2 separate regions of the Gasterosteus aculeatus genome follow, and region 2 is linked to region 1. Evidence: chromatin contacts called from public Hi-C data. All regions are on one chromosome and are shown on one strand. The core of a region is the stretch at or near the end of the contact, and the rest is flanking DNA. Distances in the headings are between cores, read along the strand shown. Region 1 holds the start of nectin3a (nectin cell adhesion molecule 3a). Region 2 overlaps LOC120828018.

Evidence for each region. Hi-C and Micro-C count contacts between places; a contact is called where the count stands out from the background.
Region 2: a Hi-C map of whole body shows a contact between it and region 1, with 2.8 times the contacts expected there. The contact joins the enhancer-like site here to the promoter of nectin3a in region 1. A contact is called at or near these places in 2 of 6 Hi-C or Micro-C datasets (skeletal muscle and whole body).

The regions. Positions count from the first base shown.
Region 1 is chr1:13,406,988-13,412,870 of fGasAcu3.hap1.1, reverse strand. It overlaps nectin3a (nectin cell adhesion molecule 3a), which reads right to left and starts at 3,491. Exons shown (of 6, transcript XM_040179576.2): 1 at 3,252-3,491. The coding sequence starts at 3,339.
Region 2 is chr1:13,457,239-13,463,121 of fGasAcu3.hap1.1, reverse strand. LOC120828018 reads right to left here. Exons shown (of 14, transcript XM_040191304.2): 5 at 5,846-5,883; 6 at 5,388-5,557; 7 at 5,014-5,295; 8 at 4,564-4,860; 9 at 4,187-4,471; 10 at 3,904-4,066; 11 at 3,164-3,324; 12 at 2,916-2,991; 13 at 1,780-1,807; 14 at 1,264-1,623. The coding sequence ends at 1,474. It overlaps rrp8 (ribosomal RNA processing 8), which reads left to right. Exons shown (of 8, transcript XM_040193624.2): 7 at 1-64; 8 at 355-914. The coding sequence ends at 468. Among protein-coding and RNA genes, the nearest start is that of rrp8, 6.4 kb to the left of the region's middle. Within about 2 kb of position 2,786, at least 5 of the 9 cell types and tissues checked have open chromatin away from gene starts, as enhancers often do.

The sequences.
Region 1 (5,883 bases), core at 2,242-4,741:
AGCGTTGAGTCGGAGTGGGATTGACTCAAAATAACTTGGCGAGCTGTTGTTGTCAGTTATTTCGTTTTTGGACAACAATGTCAGAACAAATGAAATCAGGACGTGGCCGTTAAGTCAATTGGGTTGTCTTTTCATGGGACTGCTTGACAATAACAAAACTGAAAGGATATTTCCAGCCTCAACCCACCAGGCAAAATATTTTAAATAGTACAGTACCTGCCATTGGTGAAACTCTTTTTCACCTCAAACAGTATAGCAATTTTTTTTGTTCTTTTCTTCTATGAAACCTCCACTTCCAAACAATCTTTGGGGAGGACAATCCATGCCCAACAGGTCGGTGCATCCTAAATGGACTTGTGAAAAAAGATAGTAATCAACAATTGACACGGCGATGTCTCTGTATTGGTCCGGGGATAAGCTAGGACTGGAAGGGGGGGTGGTGTTACAGCTCTGAATATACTGATGGACCACCAGGAAGCAGCTTGCCACACAAAGCCTCCGACAGTCAGTCACATCTGTCGGAGAAGAGGAAGCAACGGGTGGAGTCAACATAAGCTGGTGGCCACAGCCTGCTCCCTGAACCCCCCCACCCTACACACACATGCACCGCCTCCATGTCCCACAATAAAGCAACTCATCTGCTGATGGCCTTCCTTCAAAAAGAAAACACTGCATGCATTTGATGTGATTAGGAGTTCTCAGTCGGCTGCTTCGCAGCTGAGATTGAAGATGAAACGAGGGGATCAGATGAATGCCACAGCTGGGACTTTAGGACAGATGTAAATCCGTTGCTAAAACCTACTTCAACGCCCTTTCTTGTATATAATTCAGACAGAAAATAACTAGTGTGGATACTTAACACCAGACATTAGAGACATTTCGATGTTTGCGGGCGTGTTTCGGGAGTGGAGCAGAATTTGGTCTACTTTGCAAAGTCATGCTTAATCCTTGTTGGAAGAAGACTGACTGGAAAAATGGTGAAACTATGATGGGAATCAAGTAGAATTAATTGTAACAAAATTCTTCACAGTGTAATAAAACGCTGTAATTAGTCAGGGAGGAAGTGGACTGGAAGATAAATCTGTTCTAAAATGTTCAGTGTTGGGGGCCACATTCAGTTATCCAATCACCTATGCCAGACAAAGTAACCACAAAACATGAATTGACCAGAAATGTCCCTTGTCATGTGGTGTACACACACATTCATCGATTTGGTTCATATTAGCGATGACAAAACTAATTACGTGGCACCATTTTACTGTCAATTACACACAATCACGTTGATGAGGAAAAAATTTGGTCAGCTTTTTCAAATCTATTTCAGTTTGGAGTCTGTAATTTAAGTGGCTCCATTACAACATTATTTATTTAGATTTTGAATTATGAGGCCCAAAGAGAAGAAACCACAAAACCATGGTCTTCAATTACAAACCTCACCGGCTGTAGCCACGCCTCAAATAAATCCCCTCCTCACAGAGCCGTCGACACTACAGGGAACCTGAAATGGACACAGTCGAAGCGGGTTCCTCTGCCCACTTGTGCTCCGGTAAAAACAAAGCAGTCAGCCTGGGCCACATGGGCTCCACCATATGTTATTGACAGTAAAAAACCTGCCCCGCTTTCTGCTCCAAACACGACACCAAAACTGATCGCCTTTGGCTAGTTTGTCCTCTGTGTTAATAATAAGCTTGTCCAGGTGACTTTTTTAACTGAAAACCTGCGTGGGACACACACAAACACACACACACACACACACACACACTGCATTGGGACCTTTGCTGCATCAAGTTAGTTTACAACAATGCTTTGCTGATCTGTTCTCTGAAACAAGAGGTTTACAGAGGTCTCTGTAAAAGTATGTGTAGCAAGTGTAAGTGTGCAAATGATGAATATGATAAATATGAAATTGGCTACAGCCGCAGACAAACACACACAGGAGCTTGACAAATGAAACTACCATGCCAATAGGATATTGTCAGCATGTATTGCATTTTTTGGTACAACAGAAGTGCCAAAGGCATGTTTGAAAACCAATTCATAAAATTAAAAAAAATGTCAATTGTCATTGTCAACTAATGACCATTTATGAAACTTTTCATAGTGATGGTTGTAGTTTGCCCATTCTTCAGTATCAGCCTCACTTTCTGCCTTCTAGAAGAATGCTATATAAACACACACACACACACACACACACACACCATAAAGATGGTTTCTTTAATCTTGAACGAGTGTGGTCAGTTTTCTTTTTTTATTATCTCATGTCTTATTCTCCAGGAGATTATCTATTAACAGGGGAAATAGCTGCAGTGGTGGATGGCTGCCATACATGGGAGAATGTCAGTCATTACGGAAATAGTTGTGTAATTTTAAGAAACTGCTGCCATGGCATATCTCGATTTGAAGGTATTGTCCTTGCACTCTTCTTTTGTTTCAGCAGGCCGATCACCCATTTCGATCCCGGCCCACCAGTTGTTTGTATACAGCAGAACTCTCAGTAATGGAAGGTGCTCCGTCTGGCACGCAGCCCGACTGCAGGTCAATACTTTCAGAGACTCTGCAACTGCAGTGCCGTCCCTCAACAAAATATGTCTTCATTTCCCCTTGCCCACCCCTCACGCCTAAAGCGAGGGTCTCCGCCGCCTCTCGCGTACCACATAACGATAATCAACCCCCCTCCTCCCCCTCAGCTGTGTCCAACAACTACTTGAGCAAACTTTTCACAAAAGGAGTTCCCCTTTGCTCTCACCGTTGGGCGACGGAAGCAACGCTCAGTTTTACATTTTAGTACCAACACCAATTAATGGTGCTCGTCAGCGAACTAGTGATGGGACACGCATAGGAAACAACGTACACGTTGGCTTCAGAACGTGCGTGTGACTGCGCCTGAAGTTATCCCCCCGCCCCGCGTGCCGCGGTTCTGCATGTCTAAGTCTAACTTCAGTTGAGTTTGCTTGTGTGTCACCGCCCGTCGCTTCGTGGGTCCAAGTTAACGTTAAACCCGAGCGCGTGTTGGCGACGTTAACGGAGTTGTATCAAAATGCGAGCTTCGGCTAACGTTGTGAGCTGAGCTAGCTAACTTCACTCTCCCACCGGCGTGACGCAAACTCTTCACTGACGGGAGTCGTTAGCTCGAATAAAGCTAGCATTCTTTGAAACAAAGCCCGGTCTAACGTCGGTGAACTAACGGCAGCGGCTTGTGCGCGACTTCTTTCAAAGGCCAAACGTCACAACAACAAAAACCGTTAACTCACGGGTAAGTCCGTACAAGGTGAGGAGTGACGTTAAAAGTCGCAGTCCGTTAGATGGCCAAGTCCTCCCGTGCGGGCATCGTCTCTCCATGATTCCCGTCGCTCTGTGCGCTTTGGCACGCTCTGACCCGTCCTCTCCTCTTCTCTCTCTCTCTCTCTCTCTCTCTCTCTGGCCACTGGCGCGCGCTCCTGGGGGGAGCTGCTCTCCGTGGCAACCTATCGGCGTGGGCTGCACCACTACTGCTGGACACAAGACTGATCAAAAGCAGCCGCTGGACAGCTCCGAAATGCAGGTACGATGGGGATAAAAGTGTTATGTTGATATCTTTTTAACAAAATAATATTTATTTATCTATCTATCAATCTGTCAAAATTTTCATTCATCTGCAAGTAACTGTAATATGGTCTCCTTTCTACAATACTTCCTTTGAAGAAAGTTCATTTTACACAGGGAGTCTACCCTTCAGTATATAAAACTCGCCAAACTCACCATCTGCAACCAAAAAGAGGTGTAACGTTACACGTTAATGCATCCAAATGTATGATCCAGTATATAATATGTGAGCCATTCTGCGTAATAAGTTATTTTACTTCGAAGAAGTATTCCAATGCTAATACCTTTTTATTGAAGTAAACATTTAAATGCAGTATTTCCACACTGTGGTGTTTCTACTTTATAAAGATCTTCTACTTACTACTTACTTGCTACTCATTCTAGTAAAATATGGCATTGACAATAGTATTTAGTTGAGTATTGCAATAACATGCGGGTAGTATATAATTGGTCAGTTGTCAAAGTACCCAATGGGCTTTACTAATTTATGCCATAATATTACAATATCAATGTGAATGCATTTATGTGTCATATTTTACTTGGCCAGTCAAGGCCGATCCTAATTGGGGTTTTTTACAGTTGAGAATCTTTCTAATTTTTTGTGAAATACAAGTAGAAAGTTACACGGCCTGAACATATTCAAGTGCAGTACACATAAATGTGGTCAGTACCAGGGCAATTCACAACAATGATTAACATTGGCAACCAGACCGTCATTCATGAGACTTTTTAAAAACAGCAAAGAGGACTTAAGTTGTCAAATAGGACCTATGCTGGAGGCCCCAAAACCTCAGGGGGCCGAGGGCTCCAGGTTCTCCACATGACATTTAGTTTAAGTTAATTTGATTAATTCTACATTTGTTTAGTTATATGGGTTTCAATGCTAATGCACCACATAGACTCCCATGATAAGGGCCCAATGATTACAAGTTGTGGGCCCGCCTACAGGATTTGTATGACCCTAAATAGGTGGATAACTGCTTAATATATACATGTGTTTTATAAAAAAAGTTAACTTTACAGGAGTGCTTTCTCTAAAAAAATAATATAATATACAGGCGTAATATTGTTTGGTTGAGTGGGGAATCCCCTCGTTATGAGGACATACTAGCAAAAACAGGCACTCTGAAGATCTTAAAAGGGATCCTTTTTTTCTCAGACTGGCAAACGGTTACACAACAGTCTAACCACCAGCCTAGCTTAGTCATAGATCACGTTTTTCTATGAAGGTTTCGAATTAAAACCGATACAAATGTTGACTTCCAGTTACACATTTCCAAGGGCTCTCAGACTTTAAAAAACTCACCTATACCAAAGTTTACCAAAATTAAACATATGTATTGTCTGAATAAATTTAGGGTCGAAGAACATAAGCAGCAAATACTAAAATGTATTAACCAGCCTAACGCCACAGAAATATTCAAATTAATAAACATGATGATGATTATCAGTGATGGCTGACGTGCGTGTTTTGGAGGTAATTTGTAACCAATGTTCTAAAAGTATTTTAACACTGCAGAAAAATCCAGGAATTGAATATAAAAGTTAATATGGACCCCAGGAGATTTGCTAATGAAGGACAAATCAGTCACACGCAACAAAAGTGATGAAGTGCTTCCTGTTTCTCAGAATGTGCACATTTCTACAACTCTCTCCTAAAAGGAAGTAGTAATGAAGGACTCTCCTGCATTGTTCTTTTCTTTGAGATAATTACAGCTTTTACACATTCAGGAATCCGGCGTTGTGTGCGGGCGGCACTGTTATTATCATGCACCGCAGCATGAACTGATAAACATGCTTCCTCAGCAGTTTTAGACGCACATCATATTTATTCTCTGCACATAAGCAAAAATGCTCATCTCAATGAGATTCCTTCACGTTGAGCTGCCCATCTCGCACCTCTGTGACGTCCTCGGAGTCCGTATTACCTCATCAGGAGACACAAACTCTCCAGGGAGCCTCCAATCTGCTGCAAAATTTAACCCGCTGCCTCAACCAGCTCTATAACTCAGCATCACTGTGATTAAAGCATGACCCATGATATGTCACCAACAGCCTTTATACCCTGCGGCGGTTTATTTATATCCTCAAAGAGCTATAAATCCCCCAGGTGAAAGTGCTGCCCTTTTCACCAATCAATCTCCCCTCCCGGGCTACTTTGCATTGGAACAGTAACGGCAGTGCAGGGAGGAGGCTCGTGTATCCATGAGATGATGAATAACATCCTATTTTCTTCCACAAAACATGTAATGTGTTAATGTTATGTCAGTGGAATAGTTTCAGTGAGGCTTATTTTACACA
Region 2 (5,883 bases), core at 1,537-4,036, 51 kb before region 1:
GTTCGAGAACGTGCGGGACTTTGTCACTGCGCTGACAAGTCTGGGATTCAAGATGTCGACCAAGGTGAGACAACAAAAGTCCTTATTGGTCTTTCTCATACATAGACCAAATTGACGCATGCAAATGAAATGCTTACTCTAATAAAGCAAATGGTCAGTGTTGCATGCACAAAATATGTTCCGTAAATTGGTTTGTTGTTTGCAACAAACATCCAAGATAACTGTAAGATATATGTAAGTTGTATGTACATTTCAAGGCTCAATCTTAAGATCTTAACCATACCTTAATCTATCTGATGTGAATATTTGGAACTGACAGAGTGGTTTGTGTTTTCTTTTCTTGTCTCGCTATAGTCCACAGAGGGCACTCATTTCTACTCCTTTGAATTAGTGAAGGTGCAAGATGCTCCAGAAAGCATAAAGAAATTTGGACTGCAGTTGAGGCCCTGTCTCTACAAGAAAAGATGAATGTATGTGGGAGGACTTCATGGACTTTTGAAGCAGTGTGTTTGAATGTTCTGCTTCAATCTACCGTTTTCCAAAGCAGCAGTTGTACATTTGTGTCTAAATGTATTGTTCTTAATTGCCACACTTTCAAGCCTCTGTAATTCACAGATTTGACAGCTGAGTTTTCTGCATTAATTGTACATTGTTTTTCATACATCAATGTAGATATGAGCTTATCAGTAAAACATTTTTTATTTCAAAGAAAGCCTAAACATATGCAGGCTACCATTTTAGTAAAGTTCATCCTGTCGAATAAAAAATAAAATTTACTCTTAAATGTTTCATGACTGTATGCTTTACAGTGCAGGAGGACTGACTGACTCTTATTTTGATCTGAGAGGGACATTGAAAAGAAATAGATTTTTGATTTGTACTTTGTGGTCTAGAATAAAACCTGTTTTGCTCAATTGTGTGTGTGACAATTTGCCACAAGAGGGTGTAACAGTGTGTGTGTGTGTGTGTGTGTGTGTGTGTGTGTGTGTGTGTGTGTGTGTGTGTGTGTGTGTGTGTGTGTGTGTGTGTGTGTGTGTGTGTGTGGTGGATGGATGGGTGGGTGGGGGGTGGGGGGGTGGTTCATGAGCTGTAAGAGACTGTATTCATAGACTTAACTCTGGTTGCCACAGCAGGTGGTCCTCACTGATTTAGATGACCAAAGATATCACGAGGTTCAGATGGTGGGAGGCTACGGTTACAGTTATCTTTATCTGGAGATTGTTTTGGTCCAGTTACGTGGTAACAACTTGATACAAACAGCAATTTACATTTATATTAAAATGATTTTATTGACAAATACATTGAAGTAATACATTGAAATCATTCAAATTCATTAGGATTAAATCACATTTTAGTACATAAAAAGGATTATTTCACGTCTTATGCTAAAAATACACTGCAGTTCCAGCAAGCCTTTATCAATAGCTTTGTTCACAGTGCAAAGCAGAATGTCAATCAAAAGTCCTTTCATCTTCACACTGTACTCTTGATGTCAAAGACAATGGAGTAGCTGACCATCGGACCATATTCCTCGCTTTTGTTTTCCGTCACTGCTGACTTCTTTACCTCAGGGGAGCCGGGCTCTTGCATCAGAGATGTCAACGCAGCGAGAGACTCCTTTTTCTGAATTTATATATATATAAAGAGAGAGAGAGAGAGAGTCAACTGGTTGAGGGACTGCTGTTTTTAGATTTGGATAATAGAAAAATAATATTCCCAATGAAAACTTTTTTTTTCTGGAGGAAAACAAGCTTTCATCTTAACTGGATTTGGTCTTACCTTATAATGGGACCGGCTATGTATTTTGCTGTAAAACAACAAAGAAATAATTTATGTGAATTATTGACTTTTTTTAAAGGAGATTGTAGTGTTGAACTTTACCACTAGATGGCACTGTGATTTAACCTGACAAACAAGTTGCAGGCGTGACCGCGTTGTGCTTCAGGAATATGGATGGAAACAGCGAGGGGTGACCTGAGCCCTCGCCATTGATCTCACGTCAGACGCAGCAGCTAACTTTGTACACGAGGACCTTAGAGACATCAACGCAACGAAGACCCGCGGCCGTCAAAAAAAGTGTCCCCAGTACTGGAAGAGAGGTTGCAAAGGGGGGTTGACGGTGTTTCCAAAATAGCTTTTCTCCTGGGGAGTCATGTTTTCGCCTGTTGTACGTCGTGTGACTGACCTTCCCAAATTAGCCTGACAGGACCCGCCCATCACAGCCGGGGATAAGAGCACAATGGCACCTTGACTAAATGTTCTGACCAGAGAAGTGGGCCTACTGAGGCAGCTTCTGAACTGCTGTTGTGCTTCACTGTGTGGCTTCATTTACATCCAGGCCTGAACTTAGATTTGGCAGCGAACAGGAAATATGTGGAAAGTTCTGCACTCAGAAGCCATTAAACGATTCTAGGGTTGTGACAGATGTCCCACATCAGTCGTAAAAGACGAGTGACACGCTGAAGAGATGGGTTTTATTTCTTTCCTCATGGTGACTGGCAGTTTGAATTTTATTATACTTCTGAAGTAGTGGACTTGTGAACTTTTGACCTTTGCTTTCTTGATGTGGCGTTGGTCCATAATTGGCCCAACAAACAGCAGCCGACTGCTGAAAGTGCCAGAAATAACACTGCTAAAAGCCAAAGCAGGAAACTGGAATCATTAATCTGTTCATCTACAATGTGTTACCTGTCTGCAAAACAGGGCTGCGGCGCAGAGGCAGCTGTCTGCCTTCTGCCACACTGCTTCCTGTTTGTGAATAACAGCATGAGATTGGGGTTTTTTGGTCATTCGGGTTAACGATCCGCGCATCCTGTTTGTCTCGTGTTCTGTGCCACCGCCAGCGCCGTTCTCACTGGTCTACGCGTCACCTGCCGTGCTGCAACCACCGTTACCTGTGCAGGTGATTAACTCACCAGCACACCCAGGAGGTGAGGACGAGGACGAGGGTGCCGGCCAAGGCCGAAGAAAGGCCGACGACTACAGCAAGAGCTAAAACACACACACGGACACAGTTGTTAAAGCCACGAATGTATTTTTTTTTAAAGTCGCAGCAAACTTCATAATGAAAAGCATTCCTCAGCATGTTGATGCGATCGGAATGTACTGAGTACACAAGTCGCTCTGATTGTAGATGAACAAACACAACATGGTCCGTACTCACCGAGCTGCTGTTTCTCGCTGGTGAATTCCACTTGAATGTGGACGGTGGCCGTGTGGTGATAAAACGACGCCCGGCAGCTGTACAGGCCTTCATCCCGCTCCGTGAGCCGGGACTGGAAGACCATCGCATCACCCTCCATTTGGGCAAATGCGCCATCGCTCCTGTAACACAAGTCACTTTGAGCTGAATTTGTCTCAGAAGGAGCATTTTATATTTTTCTCATTCCGAACAAATCACTCACAAAGACATAATCCAACGTTATATGAGTCAGTGCTTTAAACTCTGTTTACAGCTCATCTGTTCCAACACTTTAGACATGGATGTTGGAGTTTGCGCCATAATATGAAGTTCAATTTGTTTGTTAACTTGTTTGTCGAGTACATCACTCTTATTTTTTTTTTGAAAAGTTATTCAAATACATAATAGGAGTACATGTGCATTAGTTGGGGTCTATTTCCAGCTGTGGATTTGAACACGTTTGGTCTTCTGGTGAATATTCACAAGAGAATGTGTGTGTGTGTAGTTTTACCCAAAGGGCTGCAGTACCCACATTGATGGGATTACAAATTATCTCTAAACCTAAAGTTATTCTGGGTGATATGCCTGTCATGGAAACATCTCCAGGCTGATAGCTCTTGGTGTGATAGCTCCTTACAACTGGGAAAAGCCTTCATGTTTTACTGTACACTGTGCGCACAGCTGCCTCCTCATCAGGTGGTAGATAACGGTGGCTGCATCACCTTTCACAGACGAGGTTGTACTCTGGCACGTTGCCTTCGACTCGGAGCAGCACTCTTTGGTTGTGATGGTTTTCCTTGAGAGCCAGTCTACGCGTGATGGTTTCACCAACGTAGCGGCTTTGCAGACGAGTCGTGTGATTTAAGACTCTGACGGAGGAGATATCTGCAGAAAAGCCCATTTAACCATGAAGCTGAACCTTGAATCTACATATCGCAGAATCAATTCACGTGAATCACTAAATTTGGTGCAACTTTAATGTGCAGGTATCGATTCTAAACTCACAGTATCTGGGGATGTGAATGGTCTTTTTCTCTGTCACTCCCCGTTCCAAAAGATACGCACAGGTCAGGTCCTGCCCCTCATGAAGGGCCAGAGGAAACTGATAAGTCAGCCTGGCTTTGATGACACAGCCCTCATGCTCTGAATGCAGGGATGTTTGGCCTTTGGCATTCTCGGGAAGGACCCAGGCGAGGTCAGGCCCAACGCCCCCTCCGCTGTAGTCACACACCGCCAGCCAGAGAGGAGACTCCTGCTGTCTCACCAGAGACACAGCCAGCAGGGGGGCTTCTGCAAAAGAAAACAAGGGGTGACAAAGAGGAAGAGGATAAGCAGCTGCGTGAGTTAGTATGAGTCACAGATTGAAGAAAGAACTCACGCACTGTTCAAAAGAATGTGCATTGTTCTTTTTTCTGGTGCCTCCAGGCTTGGATGCTCCACTGTGCAGGTCACATTCTGACCACAACACGAAGATGACGGGACACGCGCGGAGCTCCGGGCCCGCACCGAACCATCGGGCCGGACCTCAGTCGCAGACAGGTAACCGATGCTGCTGCTGTTTCCAACATGCCACCTCACGGTTGCTGCCGGGGCAACGCTCTCCACGGAGCAGTCCACCTTCGTGAACTCTTCGCCGTCCGTCCACTCAGTGCTCGAGTTGATGGTGATTTCGGGGCAGGCTGCGTGGGGAAAGAAGGAGTTTAAAACACCACAGGAAGCCAGGGGGTTTCTTTTGAGAAGATAAGAAAGATAACATGGAAATCGGACCGCGCTTGTGCGGCCAAAAAACGTCCGCTCCTCAGACAAAATTTGATTTGATTTGTCGAACATACCGCAGGGAGGGAGGGTGATGCTTCTGTTCGCCGGCCCCTCGAACGCCGGGTGATTTATTACACACTCTGCGGTGAGCTCCCAAGGCGAGCAGGCAGGGAGGAGTAAAACTCCCCTGACGGAGTGGCTTCCATTATGAGAAGTGAAATTGAACCAAGAAACTCCAGACGAACCCTCTGGTAGAAGCCAGGACATGTTGGCTGCAGGTACAGCATCTGCTGCTGAGCACTCTATCAGCCTGTGTCCGTCTTCAGTCCGAAAGTCTACTCCAATTGTTGGAGCAACTGGGAGGAGAGAAGGTTCCATGTTGATGTCTCACGGTCACGCGATGTGGAAATGTGGCCCGTGAAAGTCTTTTAAGAAGAGTTTCACCTACCAGGCAGCATACGTTGAGGTTTAACTGTGACACGGATCGTCAGGTTTGCTTTAACGTGGTGATAGGAGAAGAAGCATTCGTACAGGCCGGCGTGCTGAAGCTCCAGAGGACCCTGAAGAGTGAGGCTGCTGCCAAACAGCTCAACACCGTCAGGCAAGGGGCCGTCGTCTCTGGAGGGAAATACAAGTAAGAATACAAAGAAGACTCCATGTTTCAGTTGTAGTGTATCACCCGAGGTAGAAAATATGACTCTCAGTCAGGAAACAAGTTGGTATCTGATTCCTGCCGTCTGTCACCTGTGGTTTGGTGCCACCAAACGAGTCAACACATCCTCACAAGGTACACATCGTTTCCCCATGTTGTTCTCCTTTTTTCTCAAGATAAAAAGAAAACCAGACCGAACGGAAAAACAAGAGAACTAAAGAAAAAAAAAGAATAATAAGTACAGTTACGGGTACTTTTTGCAGGTAACGTTGTAATGTGGCACGTTGCCAGT